Linked DNA regions of Danio rerio: region 1 is linked to region 2. The links are chromatin contacts, called in public Hi-C maps. All regions are on one chromosome and are shown on one strand. The core of a region is the stretch at or near the end of the contact, and the rest is flanking DNA. Distances in the headings are between cores, read along the strand shown. Region 1 holds the start of zgc:165409. Region 2 holds the start of g6fl (g6f-like).

What was found. Hi-C and Micro-C count contacts between places; a contact is called where the count stands out from the background.
Region 1: a Hi-C map of embryo shows a contact between it and region 2, with 3 times the contacts expected there. The contact joins the promoter of zgc:165409 here to the promoter of g6fl in region 2. A contact is called at or near these places in 7 of 18 Hi-C or Micro-C datasets (caudal fin, embryo, hematopoietic stem cells and 1 more) and 2 of 4 datasets of contacts at active chromatin or transcription factors (caudal fin and gastrula embryo).

The regions. Positions count from the first base shown.
Region 1 is chr16:10,978,671-10,984,475 of GRCz12tu, reverse strand. zgc:165409 reads right to left here and starts at 2,484. Exons shown (of 3, transcript NM_001098756.2): 1 at 1,827-2,484. The coding sequence starts at 2,378.
Region 2 is chr16:10,807,177-10,812,707 of GRCz12tu, reverse strand. It overlaps g6fl (g6f-like), which reads left to right and starts at 2,444. Exons shown (of 12, transcript NM_001195242.1): 1 at 2,444-2,516. The coding sequence starts at 2,444.

The DNA of each region.
Region 1 (5,805 bases), core at 1,235-3,734, 170 kb before region 2:
TGTGATCTCACTAGCCTGAATGTATTTTTTTGTAGTCCCCAAACTTCGTTCTCAGTAGGCTTTGCTAAGCTAACGTTGTAAAAGCCAATGCCTCTCTTTGCATTAAACTTTGAGCGTCTTACATTCAGAGATGTTTTTTGTGTTCACAGAGATACATTACACATCAACTGAAGTTTAAAATAGGATATCGTAGTGGACCAACCCTTTGAATATAGGATATGTGACTGAGTGAGTGTTTTGTGTGTTGGCAGTGAAATCCATCTAAAGCCCCTTTCCCACTGCATTTTCACTTCAGTTTAATGTCGGTTAAAGTGTGATCATCACTATCGTTCCACTACGTCTACTGCAATGACATCCTGAAAAACTTTCATTTCAGGTCATCCTTCCTGCTCTCACTGGATCTACTCTTTGGCTACTAACTTGCATCTGGTCCTCCTCTACTGACCAGGATGCAGGCATTTCAGGCGTCTTTAACTTGTATAAAATGGTTTAATATAGTAGTTTTGGTTTCTGGTGTCACTAGGCATGAAATGAAAACCGTTTTTAAAGTATTGCGGTTTGGGAAATTCAAGGTTTTAAAACCCGCAAAAATATTCTGCTATACCAATCCTATGGTGTGTGTGTAGAATTTTATATTTACGGTTCTTTTTTCTTTAGGACAAGAGCATCTCCAGCAGAAAAGATATCCAAAGATGCAATTTTAAATTGTAAAGAAATCTGTTTTTGAAACTAATGAAGTAAGCAAAAGTAAATGATTAATGTGAATTATTTAGCCTGACATGTTTACTGCTCCAAAATATTATAAACGTTGCTCAAAAAATAAAACTATATTGTGTTTAATGGGGGAAAACAAATTGTTTTTTACCCAGACATTTAAAAAGAATATGTTTTAGAGCACTAATCCCAATACCGTCAAATCATAATATTTTTATCCAAGGAATTCTATACCAGCCCATACCTAGGTGTCACAAATCCAATTACACAAGTAGTGCAGATTCTCTCTGACCAATCAATGATTAGAAGTGTGTACACGTCATGCTTTAGTAAATGTTTGGCTTGCTTGGAAGCTCACCAGAGGTGGTATTAAATCCCAGGTACTAGGCATGGAATGCAGTTAAAAAGCTTTCAAAAGTAACAGGGATTGGAACAGAGCCCTAAAGGGATAGTTCACCCAAAAATTTCAGTTTACTTATTATTTACTCTCCCTCAAGTGGTTTCATCCAAACCTTTATGTTTCTTTCTTCGGTTGAACACAGAAGAGGATAATTTGAAGACAGCTCAAAACCTGTAACCATTGACTTCTATAAGAGCAAAAACAAATACTATGGAGGTCAGTGGTTACAAATTTTCAGCATTCTTCAATTTACTTCTTTTGTTATCAACAGAAGAAACTCATGAACCAAGTAAATGGTAAGTAATGAGTCCTATAGCATGAGGAGAATCACTTACAGTTACACTTCTGTATTTGTCAATAATACAACCTGGATTTCTTACGTACAACATTTTATCTTTCAATACCTGCTCAAGTTTTCAAGATGTCAACAAGTCCTTCTCCTCAAATGCTATTAAGCTTTAAATTGTGGCATATATTGCATTTGACGCCATTTGGGATTGGAAATTTTAAACATTATTAGAATAAACATATCATATATATTTACAGTTGTTTGTGCAAGTCATTCTCCTCAAAAGTAGATTCCACGTGAGAGTTCTCTTTAACTGTATGTTTTTGTTTTTTATATGGCTAAACATCCACACTAACATCATTTATAGTTTTTTAAATAAACATTCCTGGGAGAAACAAATGCAGTTTTCTTCTTTAAGGTTACCTTAATCACAGGTGCCATTGAAAGCGTGGTTTTCCTCGGCTGTTGCGGTTCCTGAGCCGTTTCTTCCAGGCTGAGAGCGATTTCAACCGCGCGTGCAAAAGTCAGCGCGTCCTCGGAGAGCAATCTTTTTTGGCATGCTTCATTTTGTAGTCCGTTAACAAATCGATCACGTAAAGCGTCTTCAAAACTTGCCCCAAAATCACATTTGGCCGCATATTCTGCGAGTTCATCGACATACTGGGAAATAGTTTTATCCGGTTTTTGAACACGGCGCTGAAACCGCAAGCGTTCGGCTTTTATTAACTCCTTGTTTTCAAAGTGTGCTTGTAGTATACTGACAATCTCGCTAAATGTTTTATCCTTAGGCTTTAATGGTTGAACTAGATCCCGCAATAATCTGTAAGTGGAAGCTCCCATAGCAGTAAGCAAAGTCGCCACTTGCTTTGTATCGTCCACATCATTAGCGATCATGAACAATTCTACCCGCTCAACATATGCAGACCACGATTCATGTTCTGGCTCATACTCATCCAGTCGTCCGATTCGGGCCATATTCCGTCAAACAACTTTCTTCGTCGCTAGTTTACTTTGAATTAACGAGTCAAAACATATCAGCAAATTTCTTCTTCGTCTTCTTTTTCTTCTTCATCTTGTTTCTGGGGAGTTGCGCACCAGCGTTAACTGTGCATAGCGCCACCAACTATATTGGAGTGGGTAAAAATGGCTTCATTGCTTTAAAATCTTGCTTTTTAATATACACATACATACAGCCGATTTCTTACAGATAATTAAACAGGCTGTAGCAACATTTCTTGTGTCCTAACTTCTGTTCTGTTTTCAGTCATTGTTTTAACTTAAACTTTATTCTCTTCTTTTTTGTCTGAGTTTAAAATATTTTCCCAGTAATCTTCAATCCTTTTTTTTGTTTGTTTTATCATTATGATTTAAATTTCTTTTGCTAATTTGTCAGCTCTTTTACTTCTTTAAACCTCTATATTACAGATACTGATCTTTCACATATTTATATACCAATATTTATACATAACCTATTATCATTATATAAAGCAGAACTGAGAGATTGTGTACTTTGCAGTTTTATTTCCTTTAAGATTTCCTTATTTTCATTGTGCACACAATTGATAAATGCAGACAACTAGAGACCATTACCCTGTTTATTAAGTCTAAAAAATATTTAAGTACAATAGAAAATAAAGCGACAATTAAGATTCTGGAAAAGAATATTACAAGTTGTAAACATAATACTTCCCAAGTGATGTTTAATGGAAAGAAGATTTGTCAATACATTTCTAAACATAATAGTTTTGACAACTAATTTCTAATAACTTATTTAAGTATTCAGCTTAAAATGCTTAATTTAAAGGCAATTAAAAAGCTTAATTAGGTGAACTATATGCAAGTTATGGAATAAAAGTAGTTTGATCTGTACTTAATAAAAGAACAAAAAATTTAAAGGGCATAATAATATTGACCTTAAAATGTATTAATTAACAATTCAATTAATTATTTAAAACAATAATAAAAACTGCTTTTATTGAAGCCAAACTAAAATAAATAATACTTTCTCCAAAATAAAATTAAAAATCATAGTAAATACTGTTAAAATTGCATTGCTTCCTTAATCATCACTTAAGAAATTTTGGAAAATGAAGACAAATATCACAGGGAATTGATAACATAGCAGAAAAAGTACTGTCAGGCCATTTTTGAGCTGTAATGTCAGGTTCCCATAATGCAACTCTAAAGCATAAACAAATGGACAACACCTATAAACCACAAACTATGGGAAAAGATTCCTTAGCAGACATTTTTACAGTATGTTGTTTATAACGGAACACATTAAAGTATAAATGGAAAAAAAATTATATTTTCAAAGTGCAGCAAGATATTCCACTAACAACAATAAAAATAAAAATAAAAACCTTTAATAGTGTATTTTGATCCTGGACTCATTTCATCTTAATCTACTTATAAACATTCACAGACAAAACAACCTGAAACAATGGCACAAGACAAAATAATATAAACGACAATCCATATGCAGGAACAGAAAAACAAGTATAATATGTGCAACTGATAATATCCCTTCATTCTTTCATCGAAGTCTTCAAGTATAGGCACTATAGAAAAGAACCTTTAGAGAGTTAAAGTGTTAGGTGACGCACTGGCTTTTTAAAAGGCTTTTTGACTTTTTTTTTTCAGACTAATGTAAAAGAAACATCTAAAATGTAAATCTTTTGTCACATTTGATCATTTCGTGTCTTTACATTTCAGTTACAGGGGTCGTTTTCTCATTTTCACTTCAGCAGATTTACACATGCACTAAACTCTACTATTTCGAATGTTATGATTCGATTAGATGGACGTTACCAGTGGTTATCAGCTGATAGATATGGACCAGTAGAGGTCTTCTGCGCCTACTGGAAGAGTCAGAAGGCCGTTATCATCCATCCACATAGCTAATCAGCTACAGATCACGTACAGCTGCGGCCAGAGTTAATGAGAATTATTTATTCATTCCTTTATTTTCTTTTTAGCTCAGTCCCCTTTATTAATCTGGGGTCGCCACAGCGACCAACTTATCCAGCACATTTTTACGCAGCGGATGCCCTTTGAACCCCAACCCATCGCTAGGAAAGAGAATTGTTTATATTATTTATTAAATTTCCCATTAATTGAATTTATTAACGTCTACCCAACCCAAAACCCAACACCCAACTGTCACAGTAATGTAAAAACAGACCTGGATCTGGAGTCTTCTCTATTAGTATAGCTGATTAACCACGTGGATGGATGATAATGGCCTTCTGTGGCTACCAGTAGGCGCAAAGGGCCACTACTGGCCCATATCTATCTGCTGATAACTAATGATACCACCCATTCAATCGAGTGATAACATTCAAAGCAGGTGACTATTTTATTTTCATATCTACATTGTTAAAGTATTGTACCCTGTATATGCCCCGTGTGAAGTATATACCCTGATTATATACATCATTTTATTCCTTTAAAATTCTGGCAGTATTTAACAGGGCCACAGCTCTGCACAGTTTAGTTCCAACCCTGCTTCAACACACTACATCTGCGGTCGCACTCCCCATAGACCTCCATTCATACGCTCGCAAATGCTTCAGACCAGAAACGCAAGACAAGATTCGCAGTTCGCTGCATTTGCTAGTTCAAGCTTATTAAACTCTGAAATTAAATCACATGATTGCATGAGACCAATCGAAGATCAAAACATGGCCTTTGTGGACAGAAATTTAAAACTTGAACCAATCGCTTACTTTTTTAAATGTCTAATCATCTTGTTTAATCCCGCCCCTTTTCGCAGCACCGTAGAACAGAATTTCGCACACACAAACTCTAGTGAAGTGGTCACCAAACTTGTTCCTGGAGGGCCGGTGTCCTGCAGATTTAAGCTCCAACCCTAATCAAACACACCTGAACAAGCTAATTAAGGTCTTGCTAGGTATACTTAAAACATCCAGGCAGGTGTGTTGAGGCAAGTTGGAGCTAAACCCTGCAGGGACACCAGCCCTCGAGGACCGAGATTGGTGACGCCTGCTCTAGTGTGACCGCAGCATTACCTGTAGATTGCAAACAAGCCTGAAGGACTCAATTAGTTTGAGCAGGTGCGTTTGATTAGGGTTGAAACTAAACTGTGCAGAGCTGCGGCCCTGAACTGGCTTCAATAACTGTATTCTAAATCATAAATGAATTTAAAAAATAAATTTCTCTGTGAAAACTATTAACTCAAGCATAACAAAAAAAAACTTAAACAAGTATTGTTTTAAAGTCAAAATGACTGACTTCATGCAGTTTTCTGATTTTTGTGCTAGAAATTTATACAGATAAGCAAATATTTAAATAAACACCTTGTTTACAGCCCCAAACATAACCTGTAATACAAAAAAGTTTCCATTTTTTAATCTAATCAACTAGGAATGTATAACGAAAA
Region 2 (5,531 bases), core at 1,195-3,694:
CAATGACACGTACAGTACTATGACTCTCATTAGTTGCTGTGCCCTAGTTTGCTCTCTCTGAAGTTCCTCTTTCCCTGCTCATTTACTCCTTCCTTCCTTTCTCCGTTTCAGTTTTCTCCATTTTTATCTCTTTTCTTTAAGACCCTCTCTCATTCTTTAGCTCGGAGGTGATTAGGAGCTGAGCTGGTAATGGGACTTGAAGGCTCTGATAAGTCTGTTAGCTTTAATTAAAGACATTTACAGGGATGTAAAGACATTTAGCCAGAAGCCGAAGACCATTCCTGATTACATCTCTAAATCCGCCCTCCCCTCCTTTTTTTTTTTCTGCTCTCTCACTTTCTCTTTTTTTTTACAAGTATATTCTCACAGTCAGCTCTGGGCCAACAGTCTGCTCTGTCCATTTTGAACACTTCCGATGGGCTAGAGTTTAGAAATAGTCATATTTTACATTATCCGTACTTTATGTAGCTTTTAAAAGAAAAGCTCTGATGCCTCATTCACACCAGCAGCGACTTTGTAGCTGCCTGTTGCTCTGGGTGGCGACCTGCTGCAAACGCAGGTCTATGTAGGTCAGCAGCACAGAATACAACTGGCCTCTGCAAGAGCTGAGAAAGGACCACATGAGCTCTACTGGTGCTCCTATTGGCTGTCGCTCGAGAAAGTCGCTCTTCATTTGCATAAAGTTGAAGGATTCACTCAGTGTCGCTCAATACGCCTACTTGGTCACCAAAAGTCGCTCGTGTGGACAGTGGGCGCCAGAAGTCACTCTCTCTTTGTTAAAATGAATGATCGCTTGTTACTTTGCTGCTGCGATTCACTCGTGGTGTGAATCAGGTTTTACCCTTAAACATTGTTTGAATCCATCTTCAGGTCTGACTTGGTCCACTTTTAGCTTAGCTTAGCACAAATTATTAAATTGGATTAGACCATTAGCATCTCAGTTCATTCTTTCATTTTCTTTTAGGCTTAGTCTCTTTATTAATCAGGGATCGCCACAGCGGAATAAATCGCCAACTCATCCATCATATGTTTTACACAGAGGATGTCCTTCCAGCTGCAACCCAACACTGGGAAACACATACTCTTGCATTCACACACACACACACACACACACACTATGGCCAATTCAGCTTATACAACTCACCTGCACCACATGTCCTTGGACTGTAGGAGAAACCGTAGCACCCGGAGGAAACCCACGCAAACACGAGGAGAACATGCAAACTCCACACAGAAATGTCAACAGACCCAGCCGAGGCTCAAACCAGCGACCTTCTTTCTGTGAGGCGATTGTGTTACACACTCCGCCACAGTGACGCCCAGCATCTCAATAATTGATCAAAAAATAATTTAGCTAATTGAATTTTTAAAAGCTTGACTCTTCTGCAGTTACATCATGTACTAAAATGAAAAGTTACCATTTTCTTGGTTGATATGGCTATGGATATGACTAGTCAACTTAGAACTTTGCTGCTGTACCACAGCTGGAGCAGGAGCAATGATATTAAGCAGAGCTTGAAAATAGTTTCAGCTAAGTAAGGTAACAGTCCTGCATACCCTTGGGCTTGCTGCAGCCATGGTACGAAAGTATAGTTTGTTGATTATTACACCAGAATGACAGTATAATCCCTTGCCATATCGACCCAGTAAATAGTAACTTTTCATTTTCCACCATCTTAGTATGTAACTAAGAGTCAAGCTTTAAAAAAGTAAAATTAGCTAAATATTTTTTTATCAACTATTGAGATGCTTATGGTCTAATCCCATTCAATTATTTGTGCTAAGCTAAGCTAAGCTAAAATTAGACTAAGCCAGACTTGAAGACGGATTCAAAATATGGTTAAACTCAACTGTTTAAGGGTAAAGCCTCATTCACACTATTATCGACTCACAGCAGCAAAGCGACAAACGATCATTCATTTCAATGGAGAGTAAGCGACTTATGGCGGCTTCCGTCTTCATGAGCAACAGTGACCGTTGGCGACCAGTCGGGCGTATTGAGCGGCTTGATAAAATAGAGATTCCTTCAACTTTATTCAACTTTAACTTTGAATGGGAAAATTATCAAAACTTTTTTTTTTCTTTTTGGCAAGATGCTAATGGTCTAATCTGATCCAATAATCTATGCTAAGCAATGCTAAAGTGCTTGTTTACAACAAAGTGGAATCTTCCTTTAAAGCTTAACACAACAGCATGTGAATGCAGATGACATAGCTGAATATAAAGTAGTGTGCGTTATTTTTATCGGCTTCTAGATGTGTAATTTTGCTTCCGTTTTTCCTTATGTGTGTTGACATTTGTTCTGCTTATCAGTTTCTGTTAAGTTAATCTGTGTCAGGCCCTTTTCCTGCTTGTCCTCGTGGGCAAATGTGAAAAAAAGAAGACAAACCTCTTGAACTTTAGCTAACTAACTATTAAGGATATATTGCTTCCTAGAAGCATCATGAGGAAAAATGATCATGCTTTTATAATTGTTAGTTTTGGATTATGCGTAATCTTCTCTCCGCTCATGGCAGGTATGAAAATCTATGTAATTATTTTGTTTCTTGTTATATAAAGAATTTATATTACTACATATCATTTATAATTGTGTGTACATGTATGCCATACATTTAATATATCATGCTGGTATAAAATGCAGCCTATTCATGTAATTTATGAGTCTTCTTTTCACAAAAGTGCACAAAACACAAAAGTAACACAGGCGAGAGTTCAGCAGGGATAGTTTAGATGAGAACATGATGTGAAGGCACTCAATATTCCTTCACTTTAGTTTCTATGATATAAAGAAGAAATTGAAAAGTTAAATTTCCAAGTATAACTAATATACCGAAAAATCAAACACACATTAGGGACTGGAAGCACTTCTCTCTTATCTAAATGTACCACAGAGGCACTAAATTGCATTTGACTTATATTCATGGGCTGATTAACATAGATAACTGCTTATTACACAGCACTGCAGGGGGTTTCAGACTGGGATGGGAACCCCCTATAGGGGTCTGCAAGTTGGTTTTAGGGGGTCTATAGAAAATTCGGTGGGGAAAAACAATTTTAGTTCTGTATGCTTCACTTTTACATAGGTAAAATTAAAGGAGCCACGTTTAATACTATTTTAGATAACTTTGTTTATACTTAAGTAGTGCAAGAACATTTCCAAAGTTTAAAAAGTTATCATTAAATGAGTCGTAAACTACATATTTTTTGTAACGTTCTCCTAGGTCCATTTAAAATGTTTATTTTAGCATTTTAAACATGTAACTAAAAGTATTATAAGTGTTTTTATACCAAAAACAACATGACTTTGTTTTAATAGGCATGCTGCATTTCAGTGAATGTGTTCTGCTACTATTTTAACAATATTAGCTGAATTATGGCTGCTGTGACAAACCTGAAAGTGATATGAGTCATTTTAGTTAAAGACGTTTGAAACGATCTGTAACAGAAGAAGCAACAGTGAAACACTGTTACTCACACTAATGTGTTGCAACATAACTGTCAGATCTAACAAAGTCGGCAGTGCATCTTTTTATTTTCAGTCTTTTTCCAAAAAAAGAAATACCATCAATTTCTAAATAAAATTACTAAACAAATGCTTTCATGATGTAGTCTGGAACTGGGAGTATAACATATTTCTACACACACAAACACACACACACACACAAAACCTAAATGTGTCTTTTTTGTGGTCTCAACCAATCAAACCAAGAGAAACAAACTACACTCGACAAATGACATTTGCTGTTTGTTTAAACTACTTATTTAAAATTAGCTGAAACAACTTTTTTTTGTTTGTTTTTTGGGGGGAACAACTCAATTGTTTTATGTTCAATCCACTTATAAAAACGACTGATTTAACTTAATTCCTTAATGTTATCTCAATACATATTGATTGTGTGGAACACAGCATTTTTACAGTGCTCTGTAAGTGTGAATCTTGCCCCCAAAAACTAGCAAAATGGTTTGTCTCGTATGAAGACATATCATAAAAAACTGGTTCTGCGCAAATAGATAAAATAGCTTATTTGGTACTTCAAGATAAGAAAATACTTGCTAATAGAAAAACACTTACAGATTAAGAAAACATCTTCATCACACTGACAACACGCATGTTCACAAATACAACACACATTGTGCTCACAACACATATAAATGCCAAAACAGGCATAGTCTGAGTTTTGTTTTGTTGATAGCAACATCCTTTAACTTCAAGTTGTTCTGTAAGTATCACTTATAACATGGCATCAAACTATGTTTCATTTAACATTAAACATGCAATTTGTCAGATTATCAGGGCTTAAATGTACAAACATCAAGGTTCCATGAATAGGATGTTAAAAATCACCCCTCAAATCTCCGACAGTGCCCTTTACTAAACTAAACAGGAAACAGTCAGGCTGGTCACTTTTTTTGAGTCTCCTGACAATTTCCATTGTGGTCTGTGCTAGTTTGTTTTTGTTGATTTCATTGGTTTGGGCCAAAAAAAAGGACAAATTTGGTCTGGATCAGTGGTTCTTAAACTGTGGTACGTGTACCACTAATGGTGCGCAGGCTTACTTCTAGTGGTATGCGGAGGAATCGCTGAGTAGGAAGGTGCAAGCAGCGCAACGCACTCGTATACTCCAGGCGTACGCAGTTGAAAACATCTTAACCTTCTTAGAATGCCACACAGTGAGTCATGTGACAAGAACTGACAGATCAGCTTCATATTTTGTATGGAATATAATTCCGGTAGACTAATTATCTTAGACAAACACAGAACACCCAAACACTGCAGTCAGTGCTTTTTAATTTTCTCCATGAATAAAACTTGTATCAGAGTGCAATGTTTTGTCAGCTTGACATTCTTTCAAAAAAAGGTTACCTGGCAATCTACATACAAGTTAATGATTCAAAACTTTATATGTATAAGACATATAGCCTATATTTATAACACCCAAGCAACATTTGCTGGTTTTGATGAATAAGCTACTAAGTTAACACTTTACATTAAAGTACAGCAGTTTTCTTTTTACTTTAAGAACAGTGACATTTTTAATTAACTCTTAAAAACCACATTTTTATTTAAATGTTAAAAGTTTTAGTTTTTTTTTACCTGCAAGCTCAGTTAGGGCTCTATTTTGACGGTCCATGCGCAAAACGGAAAGCGAAGGGCGCAAACGCATTCAGGGCGTGTCATAATCCATATTTTCTAATATAAGGACGGGAAAATCCACTATGCGCCGTGGCGCATGATCTGAAAGGGTTGAGTTTATTTTCTTAATGAGTTATATGTGTGTTTTGAGAATAAACCAATCAGAGTCTCATCTCCTGTTCCCTTTAGGAGCCAGCTGCGTCACGCCATAAGCGCATTGCTATTTACATGACGTAAAGTAAGTTCACTTTCGCTTTTGCTCTCGTGGATAGGGAAACCTTACCGCACAGACATCAATTAGCCTATAAATAATTAATTTAGTTTAAGCGCAAATATTTGTTTTAAAAACTATTTTTAAATTTAGTTCTAATTTCCAGCAAACGAATAAATGAACAAT